Regions from separate parts of the Mus musculus genome. Here regions 2, 3, 4, 5, 6 and 7 are each linked to region 1. The links are chromatin contacts, called in public promoter capture Hi-C maps. All regions are on one chromosome and are shown on one strand. Each heading gives the region's core, a stretch centred on a gene start, on an enhancer-like site or on the middle of the called end of the contact. The rest is flanking DNA. Distances are from core to core; before and after follow the strand shown. Region 1 holds the start of Inpp5b (inositol polyphosphate-5-phosphatase B). Region 2 holds the start of Mfsd2a (major facilitator superfamily domain containing 2A). Region 3 holds the start of Map7d1 (MAP7 domain containing 1). Region 4 holds the start of Pabpc4 (poly(A) binding protein, cytoplasmic 4). Region 5 overlaps Macf1 (microtubule-actin crosslinking factor 1). Region 6 holds the start of Stk40 (serine/threonine kinase 40). Region 7 holds the start of D830031N03Rik (RIKEN cDNA D830031N03 gene).

What was found. Promoter capture Hi-C pulls out the DNA fragments that hold promoters and counts their contacts. Capture Hi-C pulls out chosen DNA fragments and counts their contacts.
Region 2: a contact with region 1 is called in a promoter capture Hi-C map of liver, with 2.9 times the contacts expected there. The contact joins the promoter of Mfsd2a here to the promoter of Inpp5b in region 1. A contact is called at or near these places in 2 of 39 promoter capture datasets (both in liver).
Region 3: a promoter capture Hi-C map of liver shows a contact between it and region 1, with 2.6 times the contacts expected there. The contact joins the promoter of Map7d1 here to the promoter of Inpp5b in region 1. A contact is called at or near these places in 2 of 39 promoter capture datasets (the 3T3-L1 cell line and maxillary cranial neural crest) and 1 of 9 other capture datasets (liver).
Region 4: a contact with region 1 is called in a promoter capture Hi-C map of liver, with 4 times the contacts expected there. The contact joins the promoter of Pabpc4 here to the promoter of Inpp5b in region 1. A contact is called at or near these places in 4 of 39 promoter capture datasets (cranial neural crest, hippocampal neurons, liver and 1 more).
Region 5: a contact with region 1 is called in a promoter capture Hi-C map of liver, with 2.6 times the contacts expected there. The contact joins the enhancer-like site here to the promoter of Inpp5b in region 1. A contact is called at or near these places in 5 of 39 promoter capture datasets (the 3T3-L1 cell line, cranial neural crest, hippocampal neurons and 2 more) and 1 of 9 other capture datasets (adipose tissue).
Region 6: a contact with region 1 is called in a promoter capture Hi-C map of liver, with 2.5 times the contacts expected there. The contact joins the promoter of Stk40 here to the promoter of Inpp5b in region 1. A contact is called at or near these places in 4 of 39 promoter capture datasets (the 3T3-L1 cell line, the C10 cell line and liver), 1 of 484 Hi-C or Micro-C datasets (B cells) and 1 of 115 datasets of contacts at active chromatin or transcription factors (large pre-B cells).
Region 7: a contact with region 1 is called in a promoter capture Hi-C map of liver, with 2.4 times the contacts expected there. The contact joins the promoter of D830031N03Rik here to the promoter of Inpp5b in region 1. A contact is called at or near these places in 2 of 39 promoter capture datasets (the C10 cell line and hippocampal neurons), 1 of 115 datasets of contacts at active chromatin or transcription factors (astrocytes) and 2 of 9 other capture datasets (adipose tissue and liver).

The regions. Positions count from the first base shown.
Region 1 is chr4:124,739,681-124,743,406 of GRCm38.p6, reverse strand. Inpp5b (inositol polyphosphate-5-phosphatase B) reads right to left here and starts at 1,557. Exons shown (of 24, transcript NM_008385.4): 1 at 1,491-1,557; 2 at 817-943; 3 at 377-471. The coding sequence starts at 873. It overlaps Gm12915 (predicted gene 12915), which reads left to right. Exons shown (of 4, transcript NR_151694.1): 3 at 1,486-1,633. Gm32117 (a long non-coding RNA gene) reads right to left here. Exons shown (of 2, transcript XR_376640.4): 2 at 3,302-3,726.
Region 2 is chr4:122,959,297-122,963,022 of GRCm38.p6, reverse strand. It overlaps Mfsd2a (major facilitator superfamily domain containing 2A), which reads left to right and starts at 1,835. Exons shown (of 14, transcript NM_029662.2): 1 at 1,835-2,082; 2 at 3,622-3,726. The coding sequence starts at 1,990.
Region 3 is chr4:126,254,433-126,258,158 of GRCm38.p6, reverse strand. Map7d1 (MAP7 domain containing 1) reads left to right here and starts at 1,840. Exons shown (of 18, transcript NM_001347198.1): 1 at 1,840-2,142. The coding sequence starts at 2,097.
Region 4 is chr4:123,280,930-123,284,655 of GRCm38.p6, reverse strand. Pabpc4 (poly(A) binding protein, cytoplasmic 4) reads right to left here and starts at 1,745. Exons shown (of 15, transcript NM_130881.3): 1 at 849-1,745. The coding sequence starts at 1,041.
Region 5 is chr4:123,372,580-123,376,305 of GRCm38.p6, reverse strand. It overlaps Macf1 (microtubule-actin crosslinking factor 1), which reads left to right. Exons shown (of 98, transcript NM_001199136.1): 84 at 1,380-1,574; 85 at 1,863-1,991. Among named protein-coding and RNA genes, the nearest start is that of Bmp8a, 31 kb to the right of the region's middle. Within about 2 kb of position 1,770, at least 4 of the 459 cell types and tissues checked have an H3K27ac peak or open chromatin away from gene starts, as enhancers often do. A contact at or near this core is called in liver, where this site is marked.
Region 6 is chr4:126,102,212-126,105,937 of GRCm38.p6, reverse strand. Stk40 (serine/threonine kinase 40) reads right to left here and starts at 1,981. Exons shown (of 11, transcript NM_028800.3): 1 at 1,792-1,981.
Region 7 is chr4:123,409,823-123,413,548 of GRCm38.p6, reverse strand. D830031N03Rik (RIKEN cDNA D830031N03 gene) reads left to right here and starts at 1,638. Exons shown (of 1, transcript NM_001167918.1): 1 at 1,638-3,726. The coding sequence starts at 2,842. The region is part of intron 57 of Macf1 (microtubule-actin crosslinking factor 1); the gene reads left to right.

The sequences.
Region 1 (3,726 bases), core at 308-2,807:
CCAGGATGGCCTGGAATTTGTGACAGTCCTGCCTCAGCTTCCTGGTGCATGTGCTCGCTCGTTCCCAGTTCAACCCTCTGTACTTTACTCTGGGTAAATGGAGCTATGAAGAACAATTTGCATAGGATTGCAGCATCCGGATTTAAACTCGGGCACTCACACAAACTCAAAATCTGGCCAAGTTTGATATAACTGCCTCTCCTCTAAAAGCTTCCACATCACATCTTGCTGATTATTAAAGGCTTAGAACACGGTGTTCCAGAACACTATCATTGTGTTAATTAGTCTAGGAGACTCAGACAGAATGACTGAAGTCCAGCTGGAGGATACTGAAGAACCACCCATGGCCCACACAGGCAGTCTGAGCCCTACTTACGCATGCTCCTGGGCGTCATTTTCCAGCCGGTACCTCACCAGCCCGAGCAGGCGGCTCTGCCGGCTATCTCCCTTACACAGCACACCTTGGACTGCCTGCTGCTCAGAGTGAAGGGAAACTGAAAGCCAAAGGGCGAAACTCCCCATCCGGCCCACTCCACCACGCTGCCTTTCCCTCTCCCACTGGCAAACGACTTCACCTCTCTGAGTTTTCCTCATCTGCAAAATGGGTATAATAGTCTCCAACTTTGCAGCTGGTTGAGAAAATAGCTACCTATGTAAAGCACCTGGTAGAGAGACCAGAGCCAAGTGAATACTTGGTAAATATTGGTTTACCTTTTCCCATATGGCTTCGAGAGAAATTTTTCCACACCCTCCATCCCACCTCCCAAGGCTGAAGCAGGCACGATCTGGATGGCAACCTACAACTGGGAAGGATATGATGACGCAGTATTCCCCCTCAACCAGGGTCTCCTGGATTGCCACAGACTGGTCCATGCTGAGCTGTCAAACCCTGGGGTAGGGCAGGTGGGAACCTCCCATTCCGTATTAGAGCTGCTTCGGGGGGCTGTGGGGATGAAGAAAGGGGCCTTTGTGGAGGGAAAAGAGAGAGCCTGGTCATCTCTCTTCTCCTTCTGGCCTTCCCCGTCTTTCCTACAATGGGTCTCTCAACGTTTCCAGAAAATGGGTTTCTACCCCTTTGCCCCTTGCTCGGTGTCGCCCCAGATGTTCCCAGTGGAGTTCAGTATGCTCTCTGGTCTCCTTGCTTCTGGGTACAGCTCTGATGCCCTCTTCAGGGAGCAGTTGTGGTCCATCTGGCTCTTCTCTGGGAAAGGTTGGTGGTGTGTCCAAATAGGGGTAGGGAGACAGCCTTCGCCTCAGTCTCAGCTAGGAGGGTCTTATTCTGGAGAAATAACCCAGCCCCGCTGCTCTTTCCTCGGAGCCTGTGGGTGTCCCGTTGCTCCTTGCCCCTCACCCCACCCAACAGGCCCCGTTGCATCAGCAGCAGGTTAGGAGTGTCCATTCTGGCACCCACAGGACAAGGGCCCCAGCAACCAGCTTGCAAGCCCCCTCCCACTCTGCACTTATTTCAGATCCTTGTCATTGCAGCCTACCTCCCGAGCTGTCACCGGTGGGCCTGCAGGACACCTCCGTTCCAGGGCAGATTAAGGACTACATTTCCCAGCGGCCCTGGCGTCACAGGACGGACAGCCAGCCTGCAAGTCCCAGCATGCCCGAGTCGGACATGGACGAGTAGGTGGGTCTCCCCGCCCTTACTCTATTTAAAAATCTAGAATCTACAGTCTGTATTCAAGCATACTCGGGCGTCCCAGTTCTGGAAAGCCTGCGTGAGGAACGCCTTTCTCAGCCCACTAAATCAAAGGGCCAAGGCCCATGTCCAAGGCAGAAGGAAGTGGTCATGTTACCCTAACGGAAAAAATGATGTTAACTTTTATTTTCAAGTTAAGTCCATCCTCAACTCTTCACATGCAGAAAGGGACAGCTTTCTATTATTCTGAAACACTTCCAGATAACTACCGTGCCCTGGCTTCATGTATGTCACCTTCTCCACTTGCCAGGTGGAGAAACGGAGGAACAGAGAGACAAAACTGTTTGACAAAGTCCGTAGCCAATAAGTGCTGGGTGCCCAGAGGGAAGTCCAACTCCAATTCCTGTGTCATTTTCCCGTCTAGGAACTGCTAAATGTTCTTAAGACCTATCTAGCTTTTCTGTCAATGGAACTTGAAATGTGTGGCATCTTTATCTGTGACACAGTAATGACAACCACCAGGCAGCGCGGAGGACTCTTCTTAACAGCGGAGGACGATGTGGCCCTCTTGGCTCTTTATTTCTTTAAAGATCTGTTAGTTTTTAATTTTTTGTGTGTATGTGTGTGTGCTTGCATGAATTTATGTGCACCGTGTGTGTGTGTGTGTGTGTGTGTGTGTGTGTGTGTGTGTGTGTGTGCACGCTCACCTAAGAAGGCCAGAGGTCATCAGATCCTCGGGGCTGGTGACAGGAGGCTGTGAGACACCTGATGTGTGTGGTGGGAACTGGGTCCCAAGAAAGAGCAATATGTTCTCTTAACTAAGGAGACATCTCACCGCAATGCCCAGATAGACAGCCCTGAGCAGGTTTTGTCCTCAAGCCCCTTAGCCACATTCTATTGGCCATTTACCCTGACAGGAACTATTCTCTTCCAGACTCCATTGTTCCCTTCTAGGTAAAGACTATATATAGCTAAACCGGGGATGGTGGCACACTCCTTTAATCCCAGCACTCGGGAGGCAGAGGCAGGCGGATTTCTGAGTTCGAGGCCAGCCTGGTCTACAAAGTGAGTTCCAGGACAGCCAGGGCTATACAGAGAAACCCTGTCTCGGAAAAAAAAAAAAAAAAAAAAAAAAAAAAAGACTATATATAACTCAAGACAGGACAAAAGAAGCTAGCTCAGACGAGAGAGTCTAGAATGGTTGGTTTTTTCTCAACTGCTGACTATTTCGGTAAGCTGGATCCCTGAGGACTGGGCTGAATCTTGCCCTTACACTCCTGTGCAGTTTCTGGTATAGTGGCTCTGAGACTTTCATTTATTTATTTTGAGCAGTCCTGAGGATGGAGCCTAGGAACCGGAACCCAGGGCCTCACAGCTGCCAAGCAAACACTCCATGACTGAGCCACATCTCCATCTCAGAACATGTTCACCCCAATTAGTTAGCTTTACTGATTTAAGATTGCTTCTCGCCGGGCGTGGTGGTGCACGCCTTTAATCCCAGCACTCGGAAGGCAGAGGCAGGTGGATTTCTGAGTTCGAGGCCAGCCTGGTCTACAAAGTGAGTTCCAGGACAGCCAAGGCTATACAGAGAAACCCTGTCTCGAAAAATCAAAAAAAAAAAAAAAAAAAAAAAAAAAGCAAGCAGTTGGGCCAGTGTTGCAGAATGGATGGCCACTGTAACTTTTTATTGCTGTTGTTTTGAGATAGGGACTCACTAGTTAGCCCAGGCTGGCCCAAAATGTGCCTCAAACTCATAGTGATTTTTACCTCTAAACTGTCTCATTGACCCCACACCCACCCCTGTAACCTTTAACCTGCCCCCCTCCTTTTTGTTTTGAATTGAACTCTGATAACCAGTTCAACCTGCATGTTGCAAACTCCTCCCAGACTCTTCCTGGTTGTCTCTTTCTAGAAACATCCACAGCACAACTGGAGTTCAAGTTGATTGGGCTGCAGTTTTGAAGTCAAATGGGGGATGAGGGGAAAGGGCACTAGTTAGAGATCAAGGCACTGAAGGTCACTGAAGGAAGGCAGGAAAACCCCTTAAAGCTGATCGTTAGAGAGGAGGGGCTGGGGAGATG
Region 2 (3,726 bases), core at 586-3,085, 1.8 Mb after region 1:
TTAACAATGTGTCGTGTCCAGACTGGGGGAAATAATAGGTCTATTGTACTGGCTTGGTCAGGCCATATCTGGAATCTTGCGTTGCTACACTGACAGACTGGAATCGGGCCAGGAGGGGAACTAGCCCAGCCTCAGCTCCTGAGTCCTTGTGCGCGAAATGTTTCCTGTACAACTTCTTGTCTTATCCCCCAGACAACGCTATTAGGTAGGTCCCTATTTTGTACACAAGGAGGTTAATAAAGTTGTTCAGGAACAACTAGATAGCCCGTCCATGGAGGTGCCTGGGGTTTTTCTGAATGGGCTGGCTCCTCTGGTGCTTCAGCTCACACTCACTGTGATTTAGTGGGATATGGGAGTGAAAGAGATAGAGTTCTTATTTTCAAGGAGGGCATAATCTGGCTCGGTTATTCAGATCACTTCTGGAATGCTGCCATTCAAAGGAGTGAAGAATTTAGGGCTGGAAGAGACTGTACAGGACTCCATAGCTTCCCTCCTATAGTATGGAAGAGAGAGAGGGCAGTGTGACAGTGGGGACAACAGGCCTTCTTACAGTCTTCACTATTTCCCTTGGCTTGTTTCTGGACAGTGATGTGCCAGGGCACACAAGGGTGCTGTGGCCATTGTGGAGGAGTCAGATCTCAATAGCTCTTCCCTGCAATCTGAACTAAGAGGAGGGGAAAAAAAAAAAGCTTGACACTGAGAAACACAGGTCCTGTGTGAGCGGTCTCTGAGAGTCTAAGCAGTAACTTCACTGAAGAGGGAGAGCTGGACTTGACCCAGGCTCCTGGGGATCTGTGAAGGCTGGAGTGCCATTAGCAGAGGTGGAAGGAAAGGCAGCAAAGACCGTTCTCTGCTGGCACCTATGCCTGGCCTCTGTTTAGATGATGACGGTCCTCCCTTCTTTCAAGGACCACATTCCTCTGCATGCTCTTTCTCAAAGCTTTTCTTTTCTCTTCTCTCTTTTCTTTTCTTTTCTTTTCTTTTCTTTTCTTTTCTTTTCTTTTCTTTTCTTTTCTTTTCTTTTCTTTTCGACACAGAGGGCTGCTGGCGTCTTGTATCTCCCAGGGCTTCCTGTCTGGGAGCACAGACATAGCTCAGCCTTCTGTAATTTATGCTGAGGGGCAGAGCAGGAGAGTTATGAGTAAAGACTTTGGAACTGGACAAAACCTTTCTGGCCTGTCTGTGTCGCAACAGCTGTTCTTCTTGTGTCCCCCTTTCCTGGGTTGTAAAATGGGGATAATAATAGTACCACCCTCAGATGGCGTTCATAAGCACCCAGTGAGGTCATGTTAAGCCTGTTAGAAAGCTACCCATAAACGGCTGCTGTGGCCATGGCTCCTTCTTAGAACTTGCGAGTTCCCCTGCCTGGAAGCGGTAGCCACTGGACTTGGTAATTTTTCTGTCCCATTGAAAAAGGCCCCTACTTTTCAAAGGGAGGAAGAGGAAATTGTCGATCTTGAGACACGAGGGACATTGATAATGAAAGTTACAGCCCATGGCCTCAGGTTTGGGGGAGGGGAGAAGCCACCTGACTCCGGATTTTAAAAGGAGCTGATGGGGATTCAGAAGTCAAGGGCCACAGGCTCTACTCAGGGAAAACTCACTCTGGGGGACCTCGGACAGGTCACTTTCAGCCTGGGACTTCAGTTTCCTCGGGCGAGTCAGGTGGGTTTCTCAGCTTTGCTTAGGTAGTTAGGAGCACGCGGTGTGGGTTGCCGGCTTTGAGAACGTGGCTGAGCAGCGAGGCTCCGCCAGCCGAGATGGGCAGGCGCGTGCAGGGATTGGCTGGAGGCGCAGGCCCGAACCTTTAAGAGGCGCGGAGGGGACGTGCTAGGGAGTTTTCATCGCCGGCGTTCCTGGTTTGCTAAGTGCTAGCGAACGTAGTAGTGGCTGGGGCTGCGCCTAGGATCGGAGCCACAGGCGAGTGCCGGCCGGCAGAACACAAGAGCATCCCGGCGTCCCGGTCCCACGCGGCGTGGCCCGCGGGTCATGGCCAAAGGAGAAGGCGCCGAGAGCGGTTCCGCGGCGGGGCTGCTCCCCACCAGCATCCTCCAAGCCAGTGAACGGCCGGTCCAGGTGAAGGTGAGGTCCCGAGAGGAGGGCAAGGGGTGGTGGGCCGGCCGGGATGTGGGTATAGGGGCGTCGGAGACTAGGTCTGGCCTTGGGACACTTGGCGGTAACAGGGTACAGCGAAGCTTGAAAAAAGCAAGGAGTGCTCTGGGACCGGGAGTGATGGAGAAAGTCTGAAGCCCCTTTGCACACCCCTACAATGGGTTTGCGCCAAGAGAGGCGCCGGCAACTCTACGCGGCGTGGGGCTCTCCCCAGCGCTCTAGGTTCTACTGTGCTGAGCCACACTAGTTTCTCTCCCTAGACCTGAAGAGACCCCAGAAGTCTGAGAGTCCCTTTGGTTCTCCATCTCTCACCACCCCCCACTCTCGTGCTTTAACTCTGAGGAGGGCCACTCAAGTTCATTCATAAGAACAAGGGCTTTGCTCTTAAAGGAGCCGCATACCGAAAGCGTTTGTGTGACTGAGGGTTCACATGCACAGAGCTCCGCGTGTCTCGACATCCTCTCTCTCCGATCCGTTCTAACTCTTTGGATCTATTTAACCACACCATGAAACCATGCGGCCCCAGGAAAGGAATCTCTCACAATATAGCTAATTGGGAGGTGCTTAACTTTTCCTTTTAATTTTATTAACTGTTCTTGGAAGAAACGAGTAAGCAATTATGCTGTTACCATGTATGAGTAATCTCTACTTTCCCTGGGCAACCTCAGCCTCCCCTAGTGCTCCACCCGGAGAGGGCTGAGCCCTGCACCTGGAGCCCTTTTTACCCCTCTCCAAGGTCCCCTAGGAGCTGGAAAGGGTGCGTGTTAGGCAGATGGATGGTAGGACTGCTCAAGGGTTTGCCTGGAGCTGAAGACTCCCTACAGGGGCCCGGGAACTTTGGGACAGATTGAAAGAACAGCTGAGGATGCAGCGGGCTGGGCGCCCCCCCCCCTTCTGGTGCACTCATCCAGGACGCAGGTGGATCCTAGCTGCTGCGGGGCGTCAGGGAGGGAGCCTGGGCTGGGCTCAGGGAACTTTTGGCAGCAAGAGGATTTTCAGGTTGTGGCAGCTAGTGCCAGGTAGGGACAGGCCCATTGCTACCGCATGCTCTTTCTGGGTAACTTGGAAAGGAGCTGAGGGCCTGGGAGAAGATTTTATTTATTTATTTATTTATTTATTCATTTATTTTCTTACTTATTTGAGACAGGTTTCTCTTTGTATCCCTGGCTGACCTGGAATTAGCTCTGTAGACCAGGTTGGCCTCAGACTTTACAGATCTGCTGGGCTCTGCCTCCCAAGTGTTGGTGCCACTACACCTGATCTGGGAGATCTTTAAAGATGGAAGGTGATAGATTTCCTCAGAGTCTGGGGGTGGAGGGATAAGTCTGGGTTTAAGGGCAACTTCCTGTGGGGTTGGGGAAGTGAGATTTCCCTAGGTGGGAACTGGGCAAGGTAGAACTGTTCCTCTTGGCCGAGTTGGCTGGAGAAATAAATGTCTGTGCCTCTGGCACGTTCTAGGTTGGTGGCCAGAATCCTGGGCTTATTTTCATTCTTTCCTTCTCTTCCCAGAAGGAACCAAAAAAGAAGCAGCAACTGTCCATTTGCAACAAGCTTTGCTATGCAGTTGGAGGGGCCCCGTACCAGTTGACCGGCTGCGCACTGGGATTCTTCCTG
Region 3 (3,726 bases), core at 591-3,090, 1.5 Mb before region 1:
TCCCAATCTAAATATATTTTTTCTTTTGTTTGTTTATTTATTTATTTATTTATGTGTGTGTGTGTGTGTGTGTGTGTGTGTTTGTGTGTTGGTTTCTCTGTGTAGCCCTGGCTGTCTTGGAACTCAATCCGCAGACCAGATTAGCCTTGAACTCAGAAACCTGCCTCCCGGGATGAAGTACATTCTTAATTCTACATAGGAGTGCAGAGATCAGAGAGCAACTTGCAGAAATTCGTTCTCTTCTACCATGTGGGTCCCAGGAATCCAACTCAGATCATCAGGTTTGGCTGAAAGCACCTTTACCCACCAAGCTGTTTTTCCCCCTGAAGCCTGTCTTGAAAGTCTGATCCTCCAGCCTCCACCTTCCAAGTGCCGAGATTGCCGGCCTGTGCCATCACGCCTGTGCCATCACGCCTGCTTGATGTAGTGCTGGAAATCCGAGCCCAGGGCTTAGTGCACGCTAGGCAGCCACTGTGGGCTGCACTGCACCCCCACATCACTACTGCTGTTTATCAACTTTAGAGTTTCAGGAGACGTGTCACTCTCGTTGCTGGCCTTTAGCACCATCCTTTTCTAAAGTCACTCAGCCTCCACCTCGGGCGAATCTTCCCTCCCCCCTCCCCCCAGGGTTCAAAGCGCCAGTTACTTACTACTGGGATAGAAACTGCTGCTAGGTTGCCTGAAACTTCTCCCTTTCCCTGAATCGTACTCCCTGCCCTCTCCCTTGGAATGACTGTTCTGTGGAGGTGCTCTAAGGAAGGAGGGTCCAGTGGTTAGGAAGGGGAAGGAGAGACAGGGAGACAGTGCCTCCCTGGCCCTAATCTGTGGACAACTAGAGAAATGACCTCCAGGTCAGGACAAAGAGCAGGGCTAGGATAGGCAGAGCCCAGCGGCCCCTCCTTCCTCCCTCCAGTCTGGTCCTCTCTGCACCAGTACCTCTACTATCGATCCACCTTCCCAGCAAGCTCCCTGCACCCTGTCCGAAGCCAAGCCCGACTTGGCTCGAAGCCCTCACCTCAGCGGGCGGGCATTGAAACAGGAGATAGGAGAGCCCACTCCAGAGCCCCGAGTATTTTCGGGGAGGAGGGTGAAGTGAGGCTTACTACTCTTTATCGCGACGAGCCGTAGGAAAGAAAAATCCTTCTGGAGAGATGTGGGGGCGGGGGATGGGGGTCTTCTGATGAAGGTAGGGGAGGCTCTAGGCTAGGACCACCCAGTTTGGATCAGGGAGGGCCCCAGCAGATTAGAGACCTGAGTAAAGCGCCTTACAGGGTTGTAATTACTCCCAGAGAAACAGAGAAGACACCAACCCTAGGGTGCAAGAGGAAAAGCGCCTTCGCAGCCATCACCAGAAAAGAGAAAGGATAGCCCTTTTAGGAGTCTCCATGAGACCGTTCTTCAGGCGTTGCAACGCCCCCCCCCCAATAAAGATTTTTGTCTGAGGCAGGCTTGGGAGAGAATTTAGACTGCACGCTAGAGCCTCCAGCATCCAGAGAGAGAATAGGGGATCCTAACCCAGCACCCCACTCCCCTAGTCCCAGCGGCCGGTGAGTCACCCGAGAGCTCCCTACATAGTCTTCAGGCGCGCGGCACGTACCAACGCGCGGCCGCAGGGGGAGTCAGTGTGGCCAGCAGCGTGCCCCCAGCTCGGCGTCCGCCCTGCGGCGACCACAGAAGGAGCATCGTGAAGTTCCGGGAGCTGCATCGCAGGGCGGTGTCGGAGCCCTCTGGTTGTGCCCGTGGTGGCTCCGTACTCCATCACTGCGGGGGCGGTCATCCCCCGCGCACTTGGTACATTCGGAGAGGCCAGGCCCAGCCCGGGCGGTACAATAGGGTTGGGCCGCGACCAGGACTGGGCCGGCGCGGGGCAAAGGAGCAGAATCGCGGTCGCGGAGGACCGACCTCGGGTAGCTGGCTACTCAGAGCTTCGTTAGCCACCGGCCTCTACCTCTCCCACTCGGAACGCCGCCGCCTCTGGGTCTTTGCCCGCTGGGCGGGCCGGGCGGGATGCGCCGCGGGACCCTGGTCCTGGCCTCCGGCCGTCGCCGCCGTCGCGGCTGAGACCCTCCCCCAAAACCTCCAGTGACGCCGCAGCCATGGAGAGTGGCCCGCGTGTGGAGCCCGGCCCGGGCGCACCCGCAGGTAAGCCGGGAGCCACACAAGAGCGAGCCCGGAGGGGGACCGAGTAGCCGCAGGGCGGCCGAGGATGAGGCTGGCGGCTGGGCGGGGACCCCTCCCCCCCGCGCCCTCTGACCACTTAGAAGTTTAAAAATAAAGGCTGTGGCCGCTGCCGAGGCTCCGGGCCACGGACGCATCTTCTGACAGCTGCCTCCTCCCCCCAACCTCCGCGCCGGGAAGCACGGGGCATCGGGATCCGTGGGAACCCGGCTAGGGATTCGATGGGGTGACCCTTCTGCCGCAGCCTGGTGCTATCCTCTCGTCCCCACCCCCACTCTCCTTCGAGATCCACCCCAGACTCTGAAGATCCTCTTTTACTGAGCTGGAGCTACTGTCTTCTCCATCCTCCGCGGGCACGTGTGACCTTAGTCTTAATATGTGTGTTAGGGTACCAGATTCTCAGGTCTGGAACTATGCATACCGAAGCTAGGCCCTCGTACCCCCACGCCCAGGCCCTGGCCCAGACCTCGCCCCCACCCCATCCGTCCAGCTGCCGCGCAAAGGGCCTGTTGCTGTTGTGGGCCGACCAGGAGGGGAGGGAGACGAGGGGGAGGTCTTTAGCGGTGGCTGCCAAGTAACCCGCCGGATAAAGGCGAGGGGGAGGGGGAGGCGGTATTGTTTGGGGCGCGGGTGGGAGCTGGGGAGTGGGCCGCCTTCCCAAAAGCCAGGCCTACTTCAGAGCCCACCCAGTCTGATTTGGGACAGGAGTGACAGAGGTCTGCCGGCACCACGTCACTTCTTTGGGCCGGACTCTGTAGAATGAGGTGACCGCTCAAGGATGGCACTCCCTACATGCCACATCATTCCCTCAGACTGAGGGTTTTTGGATGCTTTACACACACACACACACACACACACACACACAGAGTCTCAATGCCCTAGACCACCAAAGCTCTCCTTTCCACCCCTCACCCCACCAACCACCAGTGTTCTGGACTTCTGCAAACCCCATTCTATCTGGGAGCAGCTGACGAGGGGGTGGGGACAGAATTCTGGTTGGGCCCCGTGTTGGAGGGAGGACTCTTTCTTCCTGGAAGGGGAGGGAAAAGCTTGATTACTGAGGACCCAAGTCCTGATCCACTCACACAGTCATCCCCACATTTCCAGAGAGTTCCCAGCCTAATCCTGTCACCTCCCTGCCCCCTGGGGTGTGGAGCCCCGGATTGAGAGCATCTATAGGGGTGGAGAGCACCCAGGATGAGGTGGGGGCTGCTTGGCTGTGGGTGGGCTCCTCCCTGTGTCTTCGTGGTGCTTGGTGGGGATCTATGACATGTAGGTGGAGATTGGTGGGCTTCTGGAGGTTTACAGACTGTGCTGGCAACGAGGGTGGTCCAGTTTGTCTTGGTTCCACGGAGCCTGAGAGGGGACACCTAGGGAGGCCCAGCCTGGTCTAGCCATCTGCTTACTGGTATTTTGCACCTGAGAGTTCATGGCACTGGGGTGTGCACGAGAGCCCAAATGAGGGCAGGGACACAGCCTTAGCCGGGGCTGGTTTATAATTAGGGCACTTGGATGAGTGGCCCAGACTGTGTATGGGGGCAGGGGTGG
Region 4 (3,726 bases), core at 496-2,995, 1.5 Mb after region 1:
CCCTGGCTGTCCTGGAACTCACTCTGTAGACCAGGCTGGCCTTGAACTCAGAAATCAGCCTGCCTCTGCCACCCAAGTGCTGGGATTAAAGGTGTGCGCCACCACTGCCCAGCTCCACTTGGTCCCTTTTAATGTGGAGTAGTTTACAGCCCCCGATTGCGTTTCTGGGCTTATTTTGTGGCTTGCCTGCAGCCTCCAGTGCAACCAGGATGGCAGAACATTCCCTGGCAGCCCAACTTGAGGCAGCACAAGTGAGGCAAAACTGCCCAGTACATTCCATGTGACACCTTCCTAGACTTCCTGGGTACACTCCTCTACATCCTTCGAGCTCCATGCAGTTGAGCAAGTCCCCAAAAGAGAGCCTGGTAGAAACAGCTTGACACTAGCAACTCCCCTCAAGGCAACTGGATGAAACTGCTCTCCTTGCTTTCCACTGCCCTAAAGCCATCCCAAGTCAGTCAGTTCAGGTTAGAGCCCCCAGTTTTGCAACCTACACTTTCAGGTGTCATTTCAATGCACTGAGTGCCAGACCCACTTCTACCTGAGTGGGGCTAGACACACTAGAATACCCAAGTCCCTTTATTCGGATCCCGAATTACACAAATCTCCTTGGGTTCCAACCCCTGCTCTACCCCACCCCCACCCAGTAGCCCAAGGTCATCAGGTTAGCAAGTGGTGGGAGACTGAAGCCAGGGTCATGACCACATGCCTGGCTCATTTTGCTTCCACCCAAGGCTTCTCAGGCAACATGCTGTTATGTTCCCCGGTCCTGGCAGTTTGGCCTCCGCCTTCAGGATTCCCAAGGTCCCCAGGAATCTCCCGAATGTGTGCACACCGCTACTACTCACCGTCAGCTGGCTGCTGGAAGTTGACGTAGGCATAACCCAGAGAGCGCCGGGTGATCATATCGCGACAGACCCGGATGGACAGCACAGGCCCCGCAGGGCTAAACTTTTCATACAGCATGGCTTCGGTGACGTCCGAGTGCAAATCGCCCACGTATAAGGAGGCCATGGGGTAGCTGCTGGCTGCAGCGTTCATCTCCCCACCCCCCACGACCCCGAGCCCCGCCAGGAGGACTTCTAACAAGGCCTACTGCAGGACAAAAGGGGCTCCGAGGAGCTATGGCACGCGCCGCAGCGCACAGGTGGCACCAGCGACGCCGGAGAAGGCTGGAGCAGGGAGGCTCCGAGCCGGGACCCGTGTGCGGGACGACTTGCACGGGACTGCAAAAGCCCCAAGACAAAAGGCTCTCAAAAACAATATGGCCCGCTCCTGGAGTTTGTACTCTCCAGCTGTCCTGGCTTGAGGCTTAAAAAATAAAAATTAAAGTAGGAAATCCCCTCGTAAAGGGGGCAAAAAATTTTCAAGAGGCAATCAGATGCTGCGCTCACGGCCGCCTTGGGAACACGCGTTTCGTGATAAATATAGGCCCCGGACTCCCGGCGGTTTACAGTTACAGCAGCCCAGGAAGGGGGAAACCAAATCTTTGCGGGTGCCGGCGAAGGGCAGTGCGGACACGTGGTGCGGCCAGCCGGGGCGCGGGGCTGCCACGCGGCGCAGAGGCGTGCAGGGGCGGGCCGGGCCGAGGGGGATGGCTCACCACCGGACGGACAGACAGACGCTGACGGACAGGCAGGCCGGAAGCTGTGAAAGTCACTTCCCCACGGGCTCCCAGCACAAGTCGCTGTCTGGTTCTTTTTCTTCTTTTTTTCCCTTTTGCTTTTTTTTTTCCTCTTCTTTTCTTTTCTTTTTTTTTTTTTTAAGGTTTTTGAGGCTTTTGTGTTTTTTTTAAGCTTTTTCTTTTTTCTGCTTCAGGCGTGCTGAGCCCAAACGCAACACTGATGGCTGCGACCCGGGGCGGAGAGAGGCGGCTGGAGCCGCCACCGCTCCATTTATACCCTCCCGCCCCGGGCGCTGCTGGTCGAAGGGCGCCTCGAGACCTGGGCGCAGTCGTGCCCGCCCACTCTGCCCCGGGGGCCCAAGGCGGGGCAGTCACACCAGAGTGACCTGGAGCCGCCCGCAAGGTGTCACAGCGTCCCCTTGCGTTTGGAGGACCAGCAGCACGCACCTGTATGATTCTCTTTCTGCAGTGTATGGATTGAGTCATGTCCTCCCCAAGACCCACACGCAGGTATAATGTTTAAAACATCCATGAAATGCCCAAATCTACACAAAGGGATGCTAAAGTACAGCTACTAGGTGGCCCAATACATGGTTGAGCTGAATACGTAAGACATACGAAAGTTTTAAGAACATATAACCTTGAGGTTGGATTTTGGAGGTCATTAGAAATGGTGGTGGTATCTTAGGTGATGAGACTGTTTTTGAAAAGATGAACAAATCTTGCCAAAGCTTTTATAAAACAAAACGTGACTGTCCGCTCCTGTTTTGTTCTGGTGGCACGCCTACAGCTTAGTTTGTGCAAAAGGAGAAGAGGAGAAGAAAGGTGTATTTGGGCTCATGGTTCTTGTATAAGGGAGCTATCTCTAGTGATGTCCTTACAAGGCATCTCGTGGCGACTCATGGCACAACACAAAGAGAATGCATCTGTGCATGTGAAACAATGTTTTTGTTACTATGTAAACGCTAGTTAAGAGTTTACGCTTAGATGATGAAGGGTAATCATTGACTTTTTACCCAAATGAAGGTTTCACTGACCATTTGAAGATCATGTTATCTCATGAGACTAAATATGTGGAGTTATAGCAGTATTTCCTTACTCCATAAGTGCCAGGGACCATTTTTTTTTCTATCCTTATATTCACTCAAACCAGAAATTAGCAAAAGCTAGACAGATACTCGTCTACTGGTTGAAGCAAACAATTGAGGAAATATAAGTATTTAATCAATCAATTCATTCCAATAAATGGCTAATCAGAGCTCCCCCCCCAGCAGATGCCATGGTTGCCATGGTTACCATGGTATACAAGTAAGAGTCCCTCCTTACCTCTGAGAATAATTTCTGGTGACTATATTAAATAAAGAAGCCTTGCTAGGTGTAGTGACTCACACCTTTAGTCTCAGCACTTGGGAGACCGATCCCCCCTGAGTATTTGTGACCAACCAAATGGATATTGCAAGTTCCAAGCCAGCCAGGGCTACATAGTGAGACCGGTCTTTTAAAAAAAAAAAAAAAAAAGCCGGGCGTGGTGGCGCACGCCTTTAGTCCCAGCACTCGGGAGGTAGAGGCAGGTGGATTTCTGAGCTCCAGGACAGCCAGGGCTATACAGAGAAACTCTGTCTCGAAAAACCAAAAAAAAAAAAAAAAAAAAAAAAGCCAAAAAACAACAACAACAACAAAACAAACAAAAACAAAAAACCAAAAAACCCCAAAAACCAAAAAAAAAAAGCTGGAAAGTGGTGGTACACACCTTTAATCTCAGCATTTGGGAGGCGGAAGCAGGAGGATTTTAACAATTTTGAAGTCAGCCACAGCTGGGTGGGTGGTGGCTTGTGCCTTTAATCCCAGCACTTGGAAGTCAAAGGCAGGTGGATCTTTGAGGTTGAGGCCAGCCTAGTCTACAGCCAGGGCTACACAGAGAAACCCTGTCTTGAAAAGCCAAAAAAAAAAAAAAAAAGATTTGGGCTTTATGGCTTTATTCCTAAGATATATTTTTCTGCAAATATTCCATAATCTAAAAAAGGGAGGATTCCAAACACTCTAGTCTCAGGCATTTTGCCTGTTTCTTCATTTAGTGTCTGTCTTTCCCTATACACAAGCCT
Region 5 (3,726 bases), core at 521-3,020, 1.4 Mb after region 1:
ACCACCTAGAGAGGAGGGAATGCTTGGTGAGGAGCTCTGGAGGAGCAGCCCTCTGTCTTCTGTGTTTAGACAAACTTTAACCACCTTTAATCTCTGAGTCCAAGGGTAGTCTGGTCTACAAGGCAAGCTCCAGGACAACCAGGAATACATAGAGAAGCCCTATCTCCAAAACAAAACAACTTGTTGCTGGGATTTTTGCAACAGTCACAAAGAATTTACCAGAATTGGTTTGATTCAGACTTGGAGGCATGTGAAGAGGTTCTCCCTGTTTATCTCTTCATCCAATATAAGTTGAAATTGCATTCAGGGGAAAACTGTAAAGAAATCCATTTCCACTAACACCTATGGGAATGGGAGAATTTATTTCTAACCACTTTGTATAGTAACAAGCCTACCACCATATATACCACCAGTTCATCTGCCCTGCACCTGTTGTATTGAGCTGTATGATATTCTTCTGTTTTAATACAAAACATTCTATTTTGCCTTGAAACATTCTATGGGCCAGTGAGAGAGCTTAACAGGGATGGGGCTTGCTGCCAAGCCTGACAACCCAGGTTCAATCCCTGGAACCTACATGGTAAAAGGAGAGAAATGACTCTAGCAAGTTATTCTCTCATTTCCATAACTGTCTACACATATAAACAAAAACAGAACTAAGTGTAATTTATCACATTCTCTGTACTTCAGGTATGTTCTTTCTTATCTCCCTCAATTCTAGAAATACTGGTATAATTATTCGAGTTTTTTAGATTAGGTAAAGTAAGCACCTTTCCCAAAGTCAAGCAGGTCAGATGCCTGAGCTGACATTCATAGCTAGAGCTGCTGATTTTTTTTTTGTGTGTCTTAACACACACACACACACACACACACACACACACACACAGAGAGAGAGAGAGAGAGAGAGAGAGAGAGAGAGAGAGAGAGAGAGAGAGAGAGAGCAGGTTGAATAGAGTAAAGCATAGGCATCGAAGGAGAATGAGATTGGTGGTGCAGACATCTTGAAAGTCACCTACTTGTTCTCTCTGCATAAATAAGACATATGACAAGACCCTACCAAGGAGACTGCTTGTTCTGTGGTTTTACTCTTACACAAAGCATTTATCAGACACAGGGCTAGAGAGACTGCTCACCAGTTAAGAGCACGTTTGTTCTTTCAGAGATCCTGGTTTCAGTTCCCAGCACCCACATGGTGACTTACAACCATCTGTAGTTCCAATTCCAAGGGATCTGACACCTTCTCTGGCCTCCATTGGAACTAAGGCATGCACGTGGCATATAGACTGCAAGCTAAACACTCCTACACAAGAGAAAATAATTCTTAAAAATTGAAAAAAATAATTTACCAACAACTAATTCCCAACTTCTTCTTTAACCAGGTTTTCCAAAAAGAACTGGGAAAGAGAACCGGCACAGTTCAGGTCCTGAAACGATCAGGCAGAGAACTGATTGAGGGCAGCAGAGATGACACCACGTGGGTAAAGGGGCAGCTCCAGGAGCTTAGCACTCGCTGGGACACGGTGTGTAAACTCTCTGTTTCCAAGCAAAGCCGGCTTGAGCAAGCCTTAAAACAGGTGAGATAAATTTTTGGGCTCAAGCCATGGCTTGGGACCCAAGCATATAGATCTGAGTTTCTTTACCAGCATCATGAAGTCCCACAGTCTTGAAATGAAAATAACGTTGTATTCTGAACATTCTACAGGACTTTGATCAGTCATTGAGCTTGTTTTCAAAGGTCTACAAATTAAGATGACCTTTGGCCTCTGGTAGAATGTAGTCCTGGATGTTTCCCCAGCAAACTCTAGTGTCTAGTGCCCCAGCTGCAGGGGGAGGCCAGATCTTCTTGTGCTTGGTTATTTCAGGCAGAAGAGTTTCGGGACACGGTCCATATGCTGTTGGAGTGGCTTTCTGAAGCAGAACAAACACTTCGCTTTCGAGGAGCCCTTCCTGATGACACGGAGGCCCTACAATCTCTCATTGACACCCATAAGGTAATCTAGTCTCAAGGAATGGTAATCTGTGCTACTCAACCATGCTGAGAATTGTCTCACTGCTAACAAAAAGCAGCATTTGCTTGTAAATGCCAAATGAACTGTCCGTGTACTCAGCAGGAACCAGAGAGGTATTGTGCTGCTCATCAGCAGCGTTCTTTTTTTGTTTATGTTTTTTTTGGGGATAGGGTTTCTCCCTGTTCTGGCTGTCCTGGAACTCATGCTGTAAAGTAGGATGGCCTCGAACTCACAGAGACCTGCTCTCTCCTGCCTCCTGAGTAGTGCCCAAGGAGACCAGACAGGGCATCAGATCCCCTAGAACTGGAGTTACAGTTTTGAGCCACCATAGGTGTGCTGGGAATTGAACCCAAGTCTTCTGCAAGCAACCAGTGCCCCAGCCACGGAGTCGTCTCTCACTGAGTCGTCTCTCACGGAGTCGTCTCTCACTGAGTCGTCTCTCACTGAGTCGTCTCTCACTGAGTCGTCTCTCACTGAGTCGTCTCTCACTGAGTCGTCTCTCACTGAGTCGTCTCTCACTGAGTCGTCTCTCACTGAGTCGTCTCTCACTGAGTCGTCTCTCACTGAGTCATCTCTCACTGAGTTATCTCTCACTGAGTCATCGCTCTGGCCCCTCTTGTTGGCTTTAAACTAGTATAGTCCTTAAAGAACTTAATGAACATAGTTTCTAAAAGAAACTGTACAACATTTCCCTTTCTGATTTTTGTTTGTTGGTTGGCTAGAGTTTGAGACAGGTTCTTAGTATGTACCCAGATTACCCTTGAACTCCCAAGGGAGTCCCTTGAACACACTATCACAATTCTCGGATTGTAAGTGTATGTTATCATATTCAAATCCATTTTACTTCTCACCTACGCATGCCTTTATTTGACTAGCCTTTATTTGTTACTGGCCTTTGGTCCTTGTCTGATCTCCTAAAACCACTCAGCACACTGTATACTATAACATGGCATCTAGAGGTTTGTCCAACTCTTACGGAAGTGAGGAAATGTTTCATGTTACCTAGCCAGTTACTTTAATCTTAGTTTTATCGTTGCATTTTGTTGAGGGGGGAATTTCAAAATACAGTGTTTTATGACTGTCATCATATTTTTCCAAAATATGCTTTAAAATACAGGAATAAGAGGACTGGTGTGACGGCTGAGCAGTTAGGAGCACATGCTGCTTGCAGACATTCAGTTGCCAGCACCCATGTGGTGGCTCACAGCTGTCTGTAACTTCATTCCAGGAGAGCCAGCACCCTCTCGGGCCTCTTCCAGTATCGTACACATACGTACAGGCAAAATATCCATACACATAAAATAGATGTTTTACTAAGATGGAAATAAATATGAATAAGAGAGGGAGAAACTGAAAATAGAAACAGGAGCAGAAGGAATAGAGCCACACCGGTGTCCCTAGTCTTTTTGTCTTCATTCTTAGTTTCCTGTGTCCTATAGGCCTTGACAGATCATGCCAGCAACACCTAGATACAGGCTTTTTCAAGGTCTGTGTTGACACATAAGAAGAAGAAGATGGGGCTGGAGAGATGGCTCAGTGGTTAAGAGTACTGACTGCTCTTCCAAAGGTCCTGAGTTCAAATCCCAGCAACCATATGGTGGCTCACAACCATCCATAATGAGATCTGATGCCCTCTTCTGGTGTGTCTGAAGACAGCTGCAGTGTACTTAGATATAATAATAAAGAAACCTTTTTTTAAAAGAAGATGATGATGATG
Region 6 (3,726 bases), core at 732-3,231, 1.4 Mb before region 1:
GTCCACCTAGCACTGACCACACGGTGCCTTCTCAGCACAGGTCCAGTAGGTCTATACTCTCTTCTTGGAAGCATGTGATGGTCTCTGACGAAGTGTCTAGCTCTCTCACCCTCCTCAACTCCTCACAGAGAATGCGATCTAAGATACAGATCTAGTCCTGTCACTCCTCAGCTAAAAGCTTACTGGCCTCTTGTGCACTAGACACAAAGTTCCAAATGATCCATGAGATGTTCATTTTTTTTTATTAACTTATATTGCTTTACTTTGTGCCCTGTCGGCTTCCATACCACTCTACTGACACAGCTAAGGTTGTCTCTCTCTGACTCTCTGTACTTCTCTCCAAATAGCATCTCCCATTTTACATGACTAAGCCTCCCTCCCCCTTTCTGTCCTTCCAGTCACTATCCTCCTGTCACTACTGCTCAGGCTTCCCAGACTGAGCTAGCAGCTTCCCCACTGGGCTCCCTCAGCATTCAGTTTCTGTTGCTTTTGTAGATCACATTTCACCTATCTGCTTGCAGGTCAGTTTCCTCTAGCTGGACAGTGAACTAGTTCGGATAAGAACCTCTTTATTAGGTGTTAGCGCAACTCTCCATAATGACTCTTTTTACCATGGCCAGTGGTTTGCAAATGAGGACGAATACAAATGACCCAAGGTCGGGCAACCAGAAAGCAGCGGCACCAGAATCTGAATTTAAGGAGTCCAGAGCAAGGTTGACACACACTTTTAATCCCAGGCTTTAAGGAGTGAGCCTCCAAAGCCTACGAATACTACACAGCACTAGGCTCTACAGGCAGGGCCCTTTTGTTATGAGAAAAATGAATGAATGAATGAATGAATGAATGGGGACTATCTCTGGCAGAGATAGTCTAATCCACAATCAAATAACAGGGCCTTTAAGGAGGAACTCACAACGTTGTTTATAAATAAGGGCTATAGGATTTTGCTCTTCCTTATCTCATGCAAAACTACTCAGCCGAGAGGGAAAGGCGCCCAGCCCAGCGTGACTACCCTCTTCCTCAATGATTCTCAAAACCAGCAAAGCCAACCGGTTTCCTCCAGTGACTTAAAACAGAGCAAAGTCTATCCTGCCACCGAAGGTGGCTGTCAGCTCTTCCTTCTGCCAACAACCTGGGGGAGTGGGGGTGGACGGAGAAGCCACCGGGAATCCGAAAGCTCCTACCCAAGATTGAAAGGTGGGGCCAAGCATCGTAGGAATGGGCGGGCCTGACCAGGATGGCAGGTGAAACACTGACCACAGCAAGCTCTCCCACGGTGAAGACCGGCCCAACGTGGATCTGGCAAGCAGGTTGCTGTGACTCGCACCTGAACGCCGCCCAGGATGTGAAAATTCCCCAGCAGCGATGGTGTTGGTGCCAACGGGTGAGGGCTCCAGGAGGAAAACCTTGGCTGGCTCTCCTTGGGGACTCGTTCTAACTTTCAAGTCACTCTCTAGGTCAGGAGAGAAGCATGGAGAGGAGGAGCGGGTCTCTCTGGGAGAAAAACTAGAGCGGGCCAAACGCCGGCTGCTTCGATGACTGGTTGAGTGGGTCTGGGCAAGGCGAGCAGTGCCCATTTCCCAGGGCTGCGGCAAAAGACCGAGGCTCCCGGCAGCCGACGCCCCCGCTGCCGGGAAGGACAGACCTCCAGTGGCGGAGGGGGAATTCACTATAGCCGTTCTGGTCGCGCCGGTCAGCTTCGGGCTGTCACCGGGGTCCCTCCGCCACGGTGGCCCGCCCCGCCAGCACGCAGCCCCCACCCGGCTCCGCGTCCCGGGACCCCGAACTCACCTTTCCCGGGGAATCAGCGCTCCTTGCCCATAGTCCGCAGCCCAGAGTCGGGGCTGCTCGGCGCTCCGTCCCGGGGGCCGGGGCCGGGCCGGGGGCGTGGGAGCCGCTCACCGCCGCCTCCCAGCGCAGCCGCCAGAGCTGCCGCCGCCGCCTCCCTCCATGGCTGCGGCGCCGCCACCTGACAACGGAAGTGACGCATAGGCTCTCGGCCCCGCCTCCCGCCCCCTCGCCTGAGTTTGGGGTTGGTGCGCCATCTTCAGGATGGGCGGAAGCCTTCAGGCAGGAAGCCCAGATAAGATCGCCAATTGGTTCTGGGTGGAGTCTGGGTCGAAATCTGTAAAGTGATTGGACAGTCAGGGGGCGGTACTTACCGCTAATCTACATCTACAGTGGGACTGGGACAGAGGCGCCGGTCCGCCTTGGCTCTGCAGAACCTCACCGACTTATGCTCTCCTTGCTGGGGTTGGGGACGTCTCTAAGTGGTTGCAAAACCCGCCAACTGCACTGCATTCTTTAGAAAAGTAGTCTTTCTTTGCTCCCCATTTCTCGGCTTCTGGAAATTTGTGTGGGAAAGTGCTGAAGTTGGGTACAAGAGAAGTCAAGAATTGGCTGTCGCTACTGTCACAATTCATTTCACTTTAGGCCCTTCAGAAACCCCAAAGATGGCCAAGTTCATCTTGGACATCCCTAGAGTCTTGTCCAGGGAGATTGCAGTGAAGAGTTCCAATGAACGACTTCAGCCGGCTGTCTACCTCACTCCCTCCTGCCAGTTTCCGTCCTTTCTCCTCCTTCAGCAGCCACGCCCTCCATGAATCAGCTTCTTGCACCAGCAGATGAGCCCTTTAAAGGGATTGCATCAGTCTGGTGACTCACTGGGGGCCCTCGAAAATCCTGGCTTCCGTCCACTGCCGTGTAGAAGCGGCCAGAAGGGCTCGGTGGCAGCAGTACCAGCGGCCATAGTCCCACTCCTTTGTCTCAGAGTTAACAAGTGTACTTGATGACACTCTTCCCTCCCCTGGGTCATTCTGGATCCACGTGTAGACACACGTGGACACGACTAAGCCCTGCTAGGACACCGAAGGCTGGTCTTCATAATGAAGTCCCAGCCTGAATCCTTTCTTAATGTCTTTGATTGGCTTGGTGGCCATTCAGCTGCAGATAATGCTGAATAACTAGTAATGATACCAGCTCCTAAGGCCCTGTCTTATGCAAAATGAGGCACTTTTAGAGACCTGTTAACAAATGCAGAAGGTAGCACTCAGAGAGAGAGGGTAACCTCTGCCGTGACACCCAGCTAATAATGGCTGGGCTGTGGTTTGAAGAAAGTTTCGTGGGTTCCAAAAAGGCTAGAGCTTGAATCCCCATTGTATCACTTACAAACTAGGTAATTCAGTGTAAATCCTGGCTGCCCAAGTGGGGATAACACATTACACCAACCATGGGAGGACCCAAGGAGTTTCACATCCAGCTAACCACACCCTATAGATGCCCACTGGTCTCAGTCGGGGAACCTCTAGGAGGCACGTGACTCAAAGGCAGGCATCCAGAAGGCCGGCCCACTTTGCTCCTCTCTCTGACAAAGTGAGGAGAAAAAGGATTCCGGAAGCCCTGCCTTTGACAGGGATGAATCTTGGGTTTTCCAGTTCACTAATTACCAGTAAGATGAATCACTGGGCGCTGACACCACCATTCCAACTCCTGGTAGGCTCTCAGCTGACTCAAAATATAGAAGTTTTAACAAAGCAGAGGAGGAGAAAGTGCCAGCCAGAGGAGATTAAAAAAAAAAAAAAACTGTCATCAGGACACCAACTCATGGATCTCTGGGACATACATGGGTGGTGACAGTCTCCTGCTGGCTCTCCAACTCTGGCTCACTGGCAGATGGTGCTGCCATAACAAAATGACACCTGTCACAACAGCTCAAGATGGCTTCTT
Region 7 (3,726 bases), core at 389-2,888, 1.3 Mb after region 1:
AGTATTCTTGATTCTTTTCACTCTGGGTTCGTAGAAAAATGTTCTAGTGTCTTGCACTATTGCACCAGGAAGCCACAGGATTCTGGATAGCTTTCTGAAGTTTTAACTTTAAAGACTAGGGTATCTAGAATAAGATGATACAATGTTTAAGTATTCTCTCCTGTTTACAGATGGAAAGTCTTTGTATTTGAGTGGGTAGAATTGATCAGCTTCTTTAGGAGTGAGAAATGAAGTATAAAACATTTTGCCAAGCAAAGTTGTCTTTTACTTGACTAATCTGATCATGGGCTTCAGCCTGTACCTCATTTTTGCCAAGGAGTTTCTGGCTCCTCAAGTAAGTTTAAGGCTTAGCTCCAAGCTTCACTGCCAAATCTCCACACACCAGTGACTCGTTTTATTTACTGTTTGTGTGAAGAGTAGAAATAACTTTCTCATAAGTTTTATCATCTATATTAACTACTTGGGCCAACAGGACTTTGTACATTTTAACTGACCTTTTTCATCCTCATGAAATCCGAGGGACCATCATAAAGGGAGTCAAGTATTACACCTCAAAGAGATGCAAGCTACCTCTGGCAGGCAGTCTTCTGGGTTGCTTTGTACTTTTCTTAACAATTACAGGGTCTCTAGATAGCTTTCCTAAAATCCAGAACGTAGTTTGCAGGATTGTGTAACACATTTCTCTAATATTTTCATTCTTGAGACTTGAAATATGAACTCATGCTTTTCATCTAGCCCTTCAGAGGCTCAGATTTCCTTGGACGTGCACAGCGGTTATAGCCAATCCAGGTGTTGGTCATGGGCTGTTCCTGCTAGAGTCTCCACTGCCCTGCAACCCGCACCCCATTTTCCGGTCATTAAGACCGCTGAAGTCTGAGCAGAGAAATCCAGGTGGCGAAATGGGCCAAGATCTGACATACTTGAGAAGGGAAACTGTGCCTAGAGTTTATCCAATAACTTGGTTCCTGAGTCTAACTTAATTCCTTGGCATGCCAAGAAAAGACTGTGTTTAAGGCTAGCCTGTTCTTTGGTCAGCGCCAGAGGTGACATTGGAAAAATACAGGGATAGTCGTTGGCGGCAAAGCTGGAGCCTAGGATAGTGCAGACCGCCCACCCCAGCCCGTACGTCTCTACCGGCAGATGGGGCCCCCGAGTGGCCCTAGCCACTACCGGCTGGTAGTGGGGGCGGCGGGGGCGCCCCTTCTGGGTTCGCCCTTGGGCTGGGCTCCCATCCCGCCGGTTGGAAAGAAGCGGGGGCGGAGGGGCCGGGCCAGCGTTGTGAGGGCGGGGCTTTCCTTTGTCAGGGGATTTGCCCGGCATGACCAGGACTGCCCCTCTCCTCTCACCCTCGCAGGCGGGGACACTATTACTCCCGTGGGTGAGGAGGGAGTGAGCTAGAGGGGGTGCGGGATGAGCTGGAGTCCCTCGCCCCAACCCCGGGAAGCCCCTCCCTCGCCGCCTTGGCCTCCAATCCTTGCCTCCGCCCCCTCCCCTCCCGGCGGGGCTCCCTATAGGCCCCGCCCCCGTCCTCCTCCCTAGCAGTCGGCGCCGCGCGCTCCCGGGCTTCCAAGGGGGCTGCCCGGGCGGGGCAGCGGCTGTGGCGGGGCTAGAAGGGGGAGGAGATCCGCCCGCCACCCGAGCACTTCCAGCCAGCGGCGTGTGAGCGGGCCGCGCGGCGTGAGAGAGGCGGGCTCGCCCCCCTCGTGCGGCCGGAGCGGAGCCTTTTGTTCCCGGCCAGAAGTTTGCATGCCGGGACCGTGACAGCTGCGGGCGGGGAGGACGGCTGCAGGGCCGGCGGCGTGGTGGAGAAAAGAGGCGACTGCTTGTCATGCAGCCCACGACGCGGCGGCTGGGGGCCGGGGACCTGCAGTGGCCGGGGAGGCGGCGCCCACAGGACACGGGACTTACTGCTGCCGGAGGGACAAACTAACTTCCTGAGCGCTAGACCCAAGGCCGGCCCGCCGGGAGCCACCTGCAAGGTTGCGGTGAGGCGACCCTGGCCCTCCGGGGCGCGAGGCATGGCGCGGGTTTGCGGGCGGTGCTAAGTGAGTCCAGACTGCCTCTTGGCCGCTGCCGCAGCCTGCCCGCCTTCTGAAAGGCCCAGCGTGGGCCTCCACTCGCCTTGTTTTGCGGCCACGATACAGTGTTGGCTTGGAAGCCACAACAATGCCATGATGTTTTGGAGACAGGAAGCCCCAAGCTGGCCCCGAATGAAGGACTTCCTGTGTTTAAAGTTGCAGGAATATCCGCTGACCAGCCCTGTTCAAATGCAAACACCCAACTAGAGAGGACGAATGGCTAATTCAGACCAGCTGGACTCTTTAGGGCTGAACACAGGATAAAATGAAAGGAATTCTTAGGAGCTTGGACCATACTTGAAGGCTAGAGAGGGTGTGCCATTGTTATAAAGGACATAGTTGGTATACATTTTCTGCTTCCAACTCAGCTTTGGTGCGAATCGAGTGAAACTAGATATTGAATAAGACTTGTCAATATCAAACGATTTTTTTGCTGACTGAATTTGAAAGGGCTTTAGAAAAGTAAAACCAGAAGCCATACAAGTATTTGTTTTATGTTTATTGATTAAATAATATCATTTGTCTTTCTGCAGTTATGAGGCTGCTAGCCTGTGAGGGAAAACCTGTTTGTCTTATTAGAGTTTCTCCCAAAATGGTTTCAAATTGGGAACTTCCAGATCTTTCTGAAAGGCAGATGCAATTGGTGGTTTGGAGTATAAACATGTAAGAGGACTTACAATTCATGTAGAATGTATTTTGAGAGAACCCGTGGCGGGGAAAAAAAACTTTTGAAAGATTGATGGTTCATCTTTATTGAAAAAGTATGGGTAAGCCACTTAGCAGGCCAGACTGTTTAAGGCGGAACCCTACCTGCCTGGGTAAAGGGGAAGATGAGGATGGCTATATAGAAGATTGCTATGTTCCACAGCGGTCTATATACGATACAATGAGGATAAATGAACAGATTGACCAGGGGTCAAAACTTAATCAGACGTCAAAAAGCACCATGGAGAAGATGGAAGGAAGTACCATATCCAGCAATGGTACATTAGGAGCATCATCTAATGTTTTTGAAGCTAGAGGACCAGAAGGCAAGAAGCTGGATGAGAGGATAATATTTGATGCATTAAAGCTAAGCAGTGATGTGCAGAAGTCAGCACCCGTGCCACCCAGACGTCGGCCAAATGCAGAACGCAAAGATAATGTTAACAGGAGATCGTGGAAGTCCTTCATGCCACCCAACTTCCCAGAATTTGCAGAAAGGATGGAGGCTTCTCTCAGTGAAGTATCAGAAGCTGGAGCTTCAAATCCTTCCTTGCAAGAGAAAAAAGAATCCAGTTCTGCATTGACAGAAAGTTCTGGTCACTTTGACCACAGGGAACCTCAGTCTGAGTCCGTTACTTTGGAACACATGTCCAAATCTGTAGATATTCCAGAAGTGCAAAATGTAAAAAATTTGAGAGACTGCCAGGACTTCAAATTCCAACAGCACAGTGAGAGCTCTCCCCATGAATTCCAGCCTCTGGGCTCAGAAGCTGCAGCAGCAAGTGGTAACACAGATGAAATGCAGGAGCACAGATTCTCAAGTGCAACCTGGCCCAGGGCCATGAAAAGTTCCTCCAAGGGAGGCTTCAGTGAGAAGCAGTATCCCCTTGGGGACACTGCCTGTGCAGTGGAACTACCACCTCTCTCTCCTTGCTTGAGTGAA